2 separate regions of the Oryza sativa genome follow, and region 1 is linked to region 2. The links are chromatin contacts, called in public ChIA-PET maps. All regions are on one chromosome and are shown on one strand. Each heading gives the region's core, a stretch centred on a gene start, on an enhancer-like site or on the middle of the called end of the contact. The rest is flanking DNA. Distances are from core to core; before and after follow the strand shown.

Region 1 (6,997 bases), core at 2,863-5,362, 38 kb after region 2:
AAAAAATCCCTGTCAGTGTCATGTACTGTGTGGCCTTCTACCTAATCACATCTTTTGTCTAGTTTGGAACGGGAACATCTCATCTTATCTTTTTGAGCACGGGAAAATGGCCCCTGTTCTAAAATTATTGTTGCATCAACACGACCAGCTAACTCCATGTACATATTAACCCGTACAGATTTGCTCCGGTCTAGTAAAAAATATTTCAATGTACCAGTACTTCACGGTACTAAATCATTTCGGATCGTTTGATCTAACTGGGCAGGATGGACACTGTGAGATCCAACGATCGGAAACAATTTTGTTGCATTTTTTGTTGGACCGGAGCAAATCTTTAACTCGTAAGCTGTAGACAGATAAGACCAATTTGCCCATATCAGCAAGAAAGGATTGATTTTTTTATTTTGACAAATTTTGCTATAGGACATCGCGACTTTGTGGTTTTAGCTATAGTACAACACACAAATGTCACTTTTAGAGGAGCACACTAGAAATGTAGTTATTTGTCATGAGACACCATGCCCATTAAATTAATATTTTCATGCTAACGAGGCAAGAGGGGTCCACTTTTTTACATGGCATGATCAAAATTACCCATGTATGTTTTGCTTAGGCTAGCTGCATGTGGCTCATGTTCTCTTCCTCCTCATCCTCTTCCTTTCTCCTCCTCTCTTTTCTCTCTTCCCCCGACAACAAACAAACACCATTGTTCAATCTTGAGTAAAAATATTACACATAATTGATGAATTGGTAAAATTACATACAATTGATGAATTTGGAGTAAAAAATGCATTAAAAGGAAAAAAACAGCATAAGGGTAGCAATGAGCAATGTGCCGTCCACGACAATGGCGCGAGCAAATGTGACGATGGTGGCAACGGATGAGAGCAACTGATCTGGAGTCGGGGACGGCCCATGCGAGCAGATTTCTTCGGATTGGGCGTTGGGCACAGCCATTGCGATTCGCTGGCGTTAGATCGGGTGCACATTCGTCGACGTTGGGTCGGGCATGTTGTGAACATATCTGATTACGGCGTCGCATGGGACCATCCGAGTCGGTGATGTCGATGGCGAGCCGAGTGGATCGGGGTGATGGTGACTTGGGGAGGGCCATCTAGTGGAGAGACACACGATGCCGTCCTAAGACCTTGTCATCACAGTGCGCCACCTCTATCATCACCGTGCACTCTGCCTGCTGGTCACGCCACCGCTCACGGCTCGCACGCCTCGCCGGAGAAGAGAGAAAAGAGAAAGGAAGGAGAGAGAGAGATAAGGAAGTGAAAGCTGAAGATGTAGTCTAATGAGGGAGTGAATAGGTTTTCCTTAAAAACACTAAAAATAATCGCAACGGTTAAATTTAAACAGGGCCCAAAACTTTCTGGTGATGAACACCGAAACTTTCTGGTAGCTCAAGGTAGCCCGGAACTTTTAAAGTTCAAAGGGTAACTATGAAAACATAGAAACAACTCCAAATCAAAAAGAACTTTAGGCCCTATTCAACCAATATGATTCACAGTAGACTAGAGGAGTATATAGAACATAAGGGCAAGCACAGAGCATTCACAAAAGAGACAGAATTTTTTTTCCCCAAGTTCGAATCACACGGATCCTACTCGCCGTTGAGATTAACACCTTGCCTCACTTGTGCAAAGATCAAAGAAGAGGACCACAACCTTCAATCTAACACTCCTAGGTCCTTCTCTATAAGTCGAGTGACCACCAAGATCCAACAGAACCTTCTAGAGATAACTAAAAGTGAGGATTGCTCTACTAGGGCTACCTCTGAGACCTCAGCACAACTTTTTTTACTCACTTACCTCGTTCCCTTGTGGAGGTGAGGAATACTTTCACAAACTTGCCCGGGTCAATTCACAACCTTGACGGAAACTTGTGGGTGACACCAACCGTCTATGAGATCACTCTCCATGAGTAACAAGCTTCAAATGACAACCCACAATTATAATAATTTGTTTAATGATAAATATATAATAACATCAATTTTACATGATAGATCATTTTTATTTTTTTCTATTAATAGTCAAAGTTAAAAATGTTTGACTTGACACTATTCTAAAAATGTTTGAGCAATTAAAACGAGTCTGTATATAAATTAAAAAATTTACATTTAGACCCCTTAACGCTATATGGAAGGGTGATTTTTTCCTCTAGATATTTAATTTGTCAAACAAAAATTATATTTTTAATATTTTAATAAAAAAGAAAAATTTTAAAAATCCCAAGTATGATTATCGTTTGGATGGGCCTCAACCCCAATGGCCCAATCCATTGGTGTGGACCGGATTTTGAGCCTGCGACAGTGTTTTAGCAATGGAAAAAGTACACCCAAGGTCCCTCAACTTGTTATCGAGATACAAAATCATCCTCAAACCGCAAAACCAGATATCCCGCGTCTCTTAACTAATAAAAACCGATCACAAAAGATCCGTCAACGGTTTTGACTCCGGTTTCAGTCTACGTGACGGCTGAGTCAGTGTGGGACCCACGTGGTCCCCACATGTCAGCGTAATCCACGTCATCACCCTCCTCTTTCTCCTCTTCTCTCTTTCTGGGCGAGGCAAAGCGGCGGGAGGCCAGCAAGCGAGGCGGGAGAGAGGAGGGTGGCGCTCGGTGGCCGGTGACGCGACGGTGGCCGGCGCCCGGAGGCGGTAGCTGCAGCTGGGAAACACGGCGACGAGGGAGAAGGGGAGCACGGCGGCAGCCTCGATTCGTTCCGACTCCCTCCAATAGCCCCTTTTCCTTTGCCTCCAAATCCAACCCCCCGTCTCCCTCTTCTCCGGCGCGGCGGCGACGATGACGACACCAGAGGTGCCGACGCTCCCTCGTCTCACCAAAAGGTAACCCCCAGCCATCCCTCTCTTCCTCCCTCCTGCTTTCGTTTTGAATGAAAAAACACGATCGGTCTGCAAGCCATGGCGAACCTGGGCAGCGGCGCCGAAGCGCACGCGCGTCTTCTCGCTCACCGACTACGTCCTTGTTTAAGGTGGAAAATAACGTCTACGAGGTCGGTGCCGCGCCGCACACCGCGTGTCCGCCGTTGCGATACGCTGGAGCGACCTCCTCCGATTTTCCTGCAGATAAGAAGCAATAGATAGAGATAAACTTGATTTGTTAGTTCGTTTTGTTGCTGTGCCATAGTCCGGTGACAATAATTTAACTTGTTCCTATGTTGCCGGGTTTGGAACTGCCTTTTCCTCCGCACGCATGACCAGCAGAAGTCGTTCAGATAAATCAAAACCCCAGCTTATCTCTTTAATTTGATCGATAAGCAAGCTTATTTAGCTGATAAATCAAAACCGTGGATATGCATAATACGTCGTGATCGTGTCATTCACGGATATGGGCTAAGTCTAGGAGCATGCGCCTTCGCGCTTGCGGCCTCAGCAACGGCAGGCGAGAGCAGTGGCGGCAGAGCGTCGCCAGTCGCTAGTCACCACCGTCGTGTCGCCTGTCGCCGGCCACCGACGCCCTCGTCCTCTCCCACCTCTCCCCGCCGAAGGCAGTAGCCGCCGCCGAAGGCAGTAGCCGCCGCCGTCCTCCCTAGTTGACTAGTGCCTACCCAGACGAGAAGAGTGAGAGAGAGAGGAGAAAAGGAGAGGAGGGGAGAGGGTATGACGTGGCCAGCTGACATGTGGGGCCCATGTGGGTCCCATGCTGACTCAGCTATCACGTCGGACAAAACCGGGTTGAAAACCACCAAGGGACCTCGGGTGACCGGTTTTATATAGTTGAGGGATCCCGCATATCTAGTTTTACGGTTCGTATCCCGATGACAAGTTGAGGGACCTTAGGGGATAGAGTTGTCTCATTTCTCACTGCACTGTACTCCCTCCATACTCATAAAGGAAGTCGTTTAGGACAGCGACACGATCTCCAAAACACAACTTTGACTTCTTATTTCTATAAAAATATTTATTGAAAAGTGATATATGTATACTTTTATGAAAGTATTTTTCAATACAAATCTATACATATAATTTTTATATTTTTAAACTCAACAACAACTTGATAGTTATTAACGTTTGACTTAAACATTGTCACTTTTATGAGTATGGAGTAGTACAAGTCTTGCGAGCCGCTGGCATCTGGGCCCCATCTTCTCGTCCCCAATCTGTTCCTTCTCCAAACCCCTGCGCAGGATAACACACACTAGCAGGCAGCAGCAGCAGAAGCAGCCGCGAGCCAAGAAATGGAGGCAGCGGCAGCCATGGCGGCCCTCCCCGCTTCTCCCTGCTCATCCTCCTCGTCCCCGTCGTCCCTTTTCCTCGCTCCCAACCCGTGCTGCTGGAAGGCGGCGCCAAGAGCTACGGTCCGCGCATCGGCGTCGGCGGCACGGCGGACGCTCTCCTCCGCGTGGGAACTTCCCGGGCCGTCGGCGGCTCGGCCTGCGGCAAGGAAGCCGCGCCTCGAGGAGCTGGACACCACCAACATGCTCCTTCGCCAGCGCATCGTCTTCCTCGGCTCCCCGGTTAGCCTTTTCTTCTTCCCCCCCCCAAATCGCACTGTGTGTGTTGTTATTACCCATTAAGCAGTTCTTGTTCAATTATTAATATCGAAATGTTTGCGAATTTTATGGTGTGAAAAAAGTTAAGTGTAATTTCCTCGCCATTTTTTTTTAAAAAAAACGAAATGCACTAGTTTAGGAATAAGAAAGATTTGCAATTCAATTATGTCAACCAAAATGTAGCCCAATATGTTCTTTGGTATGCCCATTGTCACATATTTGTTTCCTTGAGGATTATGGCTTCTTATATGCGTGTGGTAAAAGTGTATTGACTTATATAAACTTATGTTGTCTCAAACTTATGTAGTTTGCAAAGAACTAGAAGCATTTTAGTAACACTTAATGGGCATCCAAGATTTTATATGGCATGCTATGATCACCCTCTAGTATACATTATGTGATATTCTGTTGTTGCTGTTGTCCAAATTGTTCTAGTTGTTCCCATCTTGATTTTTTTTTTCTTAATACTTTTTCTAGCTCAGAATGTGCATAAGATATGTAAATGGGATATATTTTGTTTCCTTTTTGCCAACCTTGTGAATCAAGAATCTTTCATGCTGAGAATTACATTTACATGAGTGCTGTTTGTTGAATGATTAGATGTCACCTTGGTAATGTTGCATCTTCTTGAACAAACTAAGGCTGTGTTTGGATACTGGGGTTGGAAACCCATCTCCCCGCACGGAAAACGGAGCGGTTCATTAGCGCGTGATTAATTAAGTATTAGCTATTTTTTTTTAAATGGATTAATTTGAATTTTTTTAAGCAACTTTCGTATAGAAATTTTTTTGCAAAAAACGCACCGTTTAGCATTTTGAAAAGCGTGTGCGCGGAAAACGAGGGAGAGTGGTTGGGAACTTGGAGCTCCGAACACAGCCTAAATGCTTGAGATGGTTAGGGTCAGAATCAAACTCTTTCCTGAGTCGTATGTCGTTTTACTTTCTTTTCCTTGTTGTATGGGCCATATTATTTTGGTAGGAATAATTAGCAGAAGTGACTTCAGGGAACACTTTTTTCTGTTTGAACTAACACATTCTTGTTATATCATGTTTTCTTGACATTACAATCTGACGGTTTATTAATGATTTGCCCACTGATCAAGCACTATGCTTCACCTTCATGGTACTGTTCTCTGAACAAATTTCATGTCACTGTATTGTGTACACAAATGAAAATATTTGTTCTGTGTAATAAATAGCACTTTTATTATGCCATAACTGACTGTGCAAAATAATGTATCTATTGTTTTCAATGCCTTGTGCTGACTAGGTGGATGATATGAGTGCTGATCTTATCATCAGCCAACTCTTGCTGCTGGATGCTGAGGATAAAACTAAGGACATCAAATTGTTTATTAACTCACCTGGAGGCTCCATAACAGCAGGTATGTGTTCTCAACCTCTTATTGTAATAACTTGTGCCTTGTGCTCTTTGTGTTGATAGAGAGAAATTGACTAACTTCATTTTAAGTATCTTGTAACGTAAATGCCTTGCAGATTATATTTGATGAAAAGTTTTGGATCCTTTGCTGTAACACTACAAGATTTATCTAACCTTAAATGCCAATGATTTTTAAGAACCTTTACCTTTTTTGCTACTATTTCCTGATTTCTGTTAGTCAAACAGTAATGAAACTGTGCAAAGATCATTTTGCCCTGACTATCCAAATTTTGCCTTCTTTTTTATCAAGAGCCTTTACCTTATTCGCTATTATTTCCCAATTTCTGTTAGTCAAGCAGTGATGGAGCTGTGCAAAGATCATTTTGTCCTGACTATACTATATACCCTCTTTTTTATTTGGCCAGCCGCACATGACATTCTGTCCTACATCTTTCTTCTTCCTCTCCAATGGAGGGCATCAGTTCATCCTGTTATTGTGGTAGATGATGAGTTCCGAGTTTCTTTTTCTTTTCTTTTCTTTTCCTTTTGGGGTGGGAAGAGTTCAGTTTTATCATTGATTGGCTCAGGTATAATGTGTCTTTGTGCCCTTAATCTAGTGGATTCTAAGGTGGCTGCAAAACAGAAAGAATAACAAGTTTACATGTGAATGAACTGATTTATGATACCAAGCTCGCTGATTAACAGGACCAAGGTTGGCTGTTTGGCCGAGTTGACTTTAAAAAGAAGATTTTCTTGCTAATTTTGAGGAAGAATACGCAGATACCATTCCCCTTACATTGGTAATCAAATGGAATTTACAATAGTAGCAAGTAGATAGAAGGGTAAGATTTTGATTTTTCAAAAGGCAGTGGCATATAAAGTAGTGTTGGTTTTGGCATTTTGCTGTGTCAATTTAAGGGTCCTTGTATATAATAAACTGGCCTCTTATCTGATTGGGTTATGCGGCATTGGTGATGCATTCAGTTACAAATGTCTCTGGTCTACATATCTGCCTATGAGTTCTTTATATTACTTGGAGAAAATTGCACTTTACTCATGTTGAAGATCGCTTTGTTTCGTTTTATGCCATGTTTT
Region 2 (6,484 bases), core at 1,024-3,523:
CTGGCTACAGTACAAAAAGAGCTTTATTACTGAAGAGTAAATTCCCTATTATACCCTTGAAAACCCACTCAATCCTTCTCATACCTTGAAATTTACCCAATCCCTCCTATACCCCCAAATTTTAATTTGATCTCTTCAATTTGATCTCAAATTTCGGGGGTATAGAAGAGATCGGGTAAAATTTTAGGGTATAGAAAAGGTCGGGTAAATTTCCGAAACCGCGACTTAAGCCACCACCATTCACATGCATCACCGATGCAAAGTCCCAAGCCAGTGCCAGTGGTTACGTCAGCGGCGTGTTCAATGTCTCCATTGATGTTATTGTTGTCATTGGTGGGTGTCTCCGGTTCCCACATCAGAAACAACCTTCTACATACATCTCCTTATGAGGCGCACCCTTGGCTATGCTGCCCAATTGTGCTGAGGCAGTAGGTCTTCGATCCTTCTGTGCGACGGCCAGCCAGATAATGTTGTCATGACCGCGAGCTTAGGGGGTGTTTGGGAGAGAGGGGCTAAAGTTTAGCCCCTCTCTCATATGTTTTTGAGAGAGGGGCTAAACTTTAGCCCCTCTCTCCCAAACACCCCCTTAACGTCGCTGCTGCCCTCGTGTTTCTCTATCAAGTACGTACGCGTCATTGTGGGGGTGTAGGGTCCTCAGTGGCGTGCGCCACAGAGGACACGCACGCCGATGCCATCGCTGTCGTCCTCTAGGCGGGCTACCGCCGACACCTTCATTACACACTGGTTGGCTAGTGTAGGGAGAAGGTGGCTAGTGCGTTCCACGAGGCGCACGACTGCCTCTTCCTCTGGGTGGACGTCGCACCGGACCAGATGCGCTATGCAGTGGTACATATACGCAATGGTGCACGTGGACGACATGTTGTGGTGCAGGTTGGTGGGCGAGGCGCACGCCGTGTTCAACGCCGGTCGGGGCAGCCTACCAGAGATGCACGAGTACCCGCTTGGCTAGCGTGATGGTGCTGGAGATGGTGATGCTGAGGTTGCGGACATGCTAGAGCGCACGGTGCGCGACGTCAAGGCCAACACTTACGGCTAGCGTGCGCTCCATCAAGGCCAATACTTATGGCTGGCTGTTGTGCAGCAGCGCAGGTGGCGAAGAGCCCAAGACACGTCGACTCCCTTAATGTAGGTAGATGCAGTTGCAGTGTTAATTAGTGGTGTACGGCGTAAAAGGAGATCAATTTTTTGATGTGTTTACACCTTTTTTGACTTGAAAGTTAAAATCAATCGTAACTCCCAGCCATCTTTTGAAGTGTTTTCCCTGTACTGCTTATTGCATTGCAATGTTGCCACTTCTCTTTGTAACAGGACATAAATCTTTTTTTTTTCTGAAAAAAAGAACGGAAGCCTGCCATTAGTGTAAGAGAAAATTTCAAGCAATAATACAGCACAGAACATGATAATATTGTAAATTTCTTGATTATCCAACTATTAGCACAGGATGGCCTAATTTCATAGTATACGTCGTATTATATCCTGAACATCGATCGCTATTGACGACCATGTTGGTAATGGTGGATAACCAAACCAAATTGCACTTCCACCGGTTTACTGTACCCGTGGTGGTTGGATAATGCAGAGTCACAGGGTGATCTAGAGGTTAATTGTGTTTTTTTTATCTCCATCTAAGTAAGAAAATTTGAAACAAACGGTCTAATCTTTTCATTTATAATTATACTTATCAGCGAAAATTAGAATTTTCAACCTTAAATTTGGAGTCCATATTAAGGTTTTTTCATCGAAGTTTATTTTTCAGCCTTTGCTTTTAGATCATTACGAACACGTATATAAAAGTTTTATTTGTAAATTTTTTTCGTTTGTAAATATACCGTTTGGTTTATTCCCGGACCCAATAAACCATCCGATGGCCTCCTTTGACGCTCTAAAGTCATGTAATGAATATGTTTTTCTCCTACATTCAAGCGCGAAATGTTTAAGGAGAAAAGAAAATTTTGAAAATGTGTTTGTTTAGATTTATTAAAAAAAAGATGAGTTTGTTTAGATTTATTAAAAAAATAAAAACATGAGTTTGTTTAGAGTTTTGTTAAATTTCTCAATTGATTCATAATTCTTTATTAGCATCAATAGAAAATGAGCTTCAACTTCAAATTAGTAAACGAAAAGTTTCTGAGTTGGGAAACGTCTCTTAATCGGCTTCCAGTAATTACGGGCGACTTGAGGGGGTTAGATGAAATTTGTGTAAGAAAACTTGAGGGGGAACAAATTAGGGCCCTCCTTGCGATTTCGAGGTTAGGGTCGGGGTCGATCCGTCGCGGGGGACCATCTCTCGGCATCGATCGATCGCCGCCGGTGTCGGCGGCGAGGGGCGGCGCGGGGATGGCGAGCGGCAACAGCGGCGAGCCGAGCACGGCGCCGCAGCCGAATCGGTGGTACGAGCTCCGGCTGGGCTCCTCCTGCCGCGACCCCTCCCCCACCGCCAAGTTCTGCACGCTCCGCTGTACGCCCCCCAAATCCCCTTCCTCCTTCCCTCCCTGATACTCGTGAGGCGCATATGCGTAGCGCACGCGGCCGGAGCACAGGTTCCTCTTCGCTGGTAATTCTCGCGCCCTTCGGTGGTGCGATGGGGGGGGGGGGGATTTGGCGATAGTATGCTTTTAGTGATGCGTCCGTGTCCAATTGGAGTTCTGGAATTCATCGAGCTGGTGGCAAAGCACTCCCTGTTTAGCGGCGTTGGGGTCGTGAACACGGCATGATGCTCTTATTTGGACATGCGTGACTCATCATCGGTGCATATTTGACATTTGTGACTTTTCATCAGCCACAATTGGTGGGATTACCACATGTCAGTTGTCTTTGTTCTTCTGAATATGTTTCCTTTGGTTGATCAGGTAGCATTTGCTTTATCTCTAAAGTAGTAAAATTTTGGTTTGTTGGAGACAGCAAAATAATTGTTAGGAAGGGTTGAACTCGCATATATATTTTTGGGGTCTGTAGCATTGATTCCATGGTTCCTTGGTTTGGTGAATCGGGTGCTCTTGGTATTGTGATGCATAGTTTCTGTGCTCTCTTGCTCTCCTTTTATATGGCCAACGATTCACTATCTCATAAGCTTTTCCCTCTTGATGGTTATGTGACATGTTTCAATTTTTTTTTCATTGGGCCAAAACAAGTCATTGGTAATAAAGGAATCAAAATTGATGCTCCCAAAACTGATTAAATAGTTAATTTTCTCTCCCTCTCGTGGTTTGAAAAAGGTTACCACGATCATGTAGGGCATGCCTGTCCTGGGTACTCTTCATGAATGAATTAGCATAACAATTTGCTGAAATCCAATGAGTCACCACTTCGTTGGTTGCTGTCTAGCTTTCCCTTCCATTTTAAGTCCATTATTGGATTATGAAGTTTGAAATAACCATTTTTCTTTTGCCTGAAAACTATTTCTACAAATATCTCTAATGTGTTGATCCTTATTCTTTTATATTATAAATACATATCAGGCTATGTCGTGTTGAACCCTTTTCTTATATTTGTGTTGACAGATGAATTTAAGCCAGCATCAATTGATAAGACTCAAGCTGGGTCTCTGCAGAAGACCAAAGATAACAGGGTTACTGTGGAATTCCACAACAATCAGCCTGGCAAGCCAAAGGTGACATTTGAAGGAAGCCAAGAAGAGTACAAGGATAATGATGGTGTCTTGTTTTTTGATGGTGAAACCTTTCGTCTGGAGCGGTTGCATCGGGCTGTCAAGAGATTAAGGCATGTCCGAGTTCCAGGAGAGTCTTCGGCAGCCACTTCGGCTACTACTGGAATGGGCGAATCACATTCCCCTCCATTACCGAAAGTTGGAAAGTCACCGGCCATGAGTAAACCTGCTGTACACTCAGTTCCTGTAAGTTCTTTCAGCATTTTAGATGCCCTAGATAAATTTTGATACATTGTTATATAATTTGTTACGACCTTAGGTATTGGAGGAAAAAAAGTGATAACGTTGAATAACCGGTATGAGACAATATATGATGCACACTATTTAGACTGACAAACACAAAACATTTGCCAAGAGATTTTTGTTATCTGGGAGACTGGAACCACTCATATATAGGCCCTTCAGTAATATTTATCGGTAGCATATTAAACAATTCGGGCTTTTTGGAATGTTGTAGACCATATTACCTGATTGTCTTCATGTAGAAAGTATAAAACATTATATATGTGCCACAATAAAATTTCATGTTTGTCTAAATTCAAGCCTAGCCAGTTCATAAGCTCTTTTGAATCTAACATCTCTCAGACCCGTAAGCATCCACAGGATTATGTTATATTTGTGATATGGTAAAGTGATTAATATTTGAATTTCATAGTATGTTTTAGGTTATTAGTATTTAATGGTTTATGAAAACATTAGTCTTTGAGCATCTGATTGAAAAGTGAATATTGTTAATTTTTATTCTTCATAATTTATATTTCAGAAGGCCAAACATTGGATAGTGAGTAGAAATTTCCTTTACACAACTTTTATGCCAGAATACAGTATGGTTAGCTCTGACTACCGATGAAAGTTTTTTTTTTTTGCCAAAATATGGTAGCAAGTTCTGTTCCTTTTCTTTGAATATGGAAATTTGATGGCTTGATACAATGGACCATATTCAATTATCCTAATTAACTTCGTATCACATGACAATTGGACTGGGCCAGGGATTGTTTTCCTATCATGTTAATGCTTTTCTTTTTATCAAAGAAAACTTTATACAGTCCTTGCTAAGTTCCTCGTTTCAGTTCCTGGATCCATTAACCCCAAGCTTTTGTGACATAGTATCATTATCCCTGATGGGGATTTTGTCAGGGCCCTTGCCTGTTCAATGCAAGTGTTCGGATGGGAGCTTTTGTAACATAGTATCATTATCATGCAACTGTGCCATTGCTACTGAATATACTGCTATATTTTGGGTATCAAAGTGATTTCAGCTTTTAGTGAGCTCAAAGTAGAGATACAATCTCTGAACATTTGATTTGCATGAGAGATGCATCCTTGTCCCAATCTAAAATGTACTTTACATACTTTCTAAGACTTGGATATAGGCTCATAAGTTTGTTATATTTCTCATATCATTCCCAGTTTACTCCAGATTATATATATTGAGACTAGATTCCTGAAGAAAGCATCCTAAAGTGTTATAAGTTCATAAATAGATTTATAAGCTGACAATGTTATTGATATGCTGACCCTGGGCCCTGGGGGATATTGGCCAACCTCTGTGATATCACGTTGTACAATTTTAGTGGAATTCTTGAAGTTTAAGAAACTCTTCTATTTAATCATCGTCTGACTTCTGACCTTTGATCATCATTTTATAGGTTGAGGTTGAACGCATTGACATTGGTGAACCTGAAAATCCAGGTAATGTGACCCTTTTTTTATTGCAATGTTGTTCTTAATCATGAGGATCTTTTAGTTTCTTAACTTGCTCTGATACTAGAGATGATGAATACATTCGCGTAATTGTTGTTAAAACAAAGGCAAGGCATTTGCCATGTAGGTTATACACCAAATTCTATGTTCGGGTCTTGATGTTGATGTTGTAGTTTGCAGTTCTTGGAATGGTCCTTGTACCATGATATCATCTTGTCAAATTTCATGGTGCTGGAGGAAAGATATGGCACAATGCAAAAACAGTTTAACCTTTCTAATTGCCGTTTTGACCTGTTCTGCAAAAAAAATATATTAGTTCACCAAATACATGCCATTCTACAACTCAGAGGCGCATGTAGTGATTTCCCCCTCTGTACCATACTGCCACCATTACTACAATTTGTAGTATATTTCCACGATGAAAAAGTAGCATACAGATCGAAGCATACTTGAACATTGTTCTCCTCGATTATAGAAGCATGATTAATACCTAAAATATCTAAAAATAGAGGTAGTGATGAAAAAGATGTTTGCGTTTTCTAAAAGGGTTGTTAAAGATTGTCAATGTTGCCAAATTACGTGAAATGTTTTCTTGGATAGGATTTATCGTTTGTTCTCATTTTCTAGTTTGCCAGTTGCAGGTCTAAGAAACAATAACAGGAGCACTACATACCAACCTGTTACCACAAATCCATTTTCATTTTCGCCTGATCCAAATGATCAAGAGGAGAACCTAGACATACTTGGTGATGATGACAATGGCTCACCGAATAACATGTCCTCTGGACAAGGAGCTTCTGTTCGTGGTTTTGACATCAACATACCAAACCAGCTTGACATAGATGATGAAATTGCTGATGTAGATGTCAGTGATGAGGCTGATGAGGGACTCAATGCAGCCGAGGCCCTGCGAGCTCAAGTCAATGCAGAAGGGCAGCAGGATGAGCAGGAAACCTCTAGCTCTAGCGGGAGCAGCAGCAGCAGTAGTAGCAGTGGAAGTGGGAGTGGTAGTGGAAGCAGCAGCAGTGATAGTGACGGCAGTGATGGTGATTCAGCCAGCTCTGGGGGTGACGTTGATATATAAGTTTGGTG

The links. ChIA-PET counts read pairs in DNA pulled down with a chosen protein or histone mark.
Region 1: an H3K27ac ChIA-PET map of leaf shows a contact between it and region 2, with 7 times the contacts expected there. The contact joins the promoter of LOC4324049 here to the promoter of LOC4324047 in region 2. A contact is called at or near these places in 2 of 15 Hi-C or Micro-C datasets (leaf mesophyll and an unstated tissue) and 3 of 4 datasets of contacts at active chromatin or transcription factors (leaf and seedling).

The regions. Positions count from the first base shown.
Region 1 is chr1:18,308,312-18,315,308 of ASM3414082v1, forward strand. LOC4324049 (ATP-dependent Clp protease proteolytic subunit 3, chloroplastic) reads left to right here and starts at 4,113. Exons shown (of 6, transcript XM_015766896.3): 1 at 4,113-4,486; 2 at 5,792-5,906. The coding sequence starts at 4,208. It overlaps LOC4324048 (heavy metal-associated isoprenylated plant protein 20), which reads left to right. Exons shown (of 3, transcript XM_015766755.3): 3 at 1-45.
Region 2 is chr1:18,272,636-18,279,119 of ASM3414082v1, forward strand. LOC4324047 reads left to right here and starts at 2,274. Exons shown (of 4, transcript XM_015760857.3): 1 at 2,274-2,479; 2 at 3,522-3,874; 3 at 5,338-5,380; 4 at 6,034-6,484. The coding sequence starts at 2,359. The coding sequence ends at 6,476.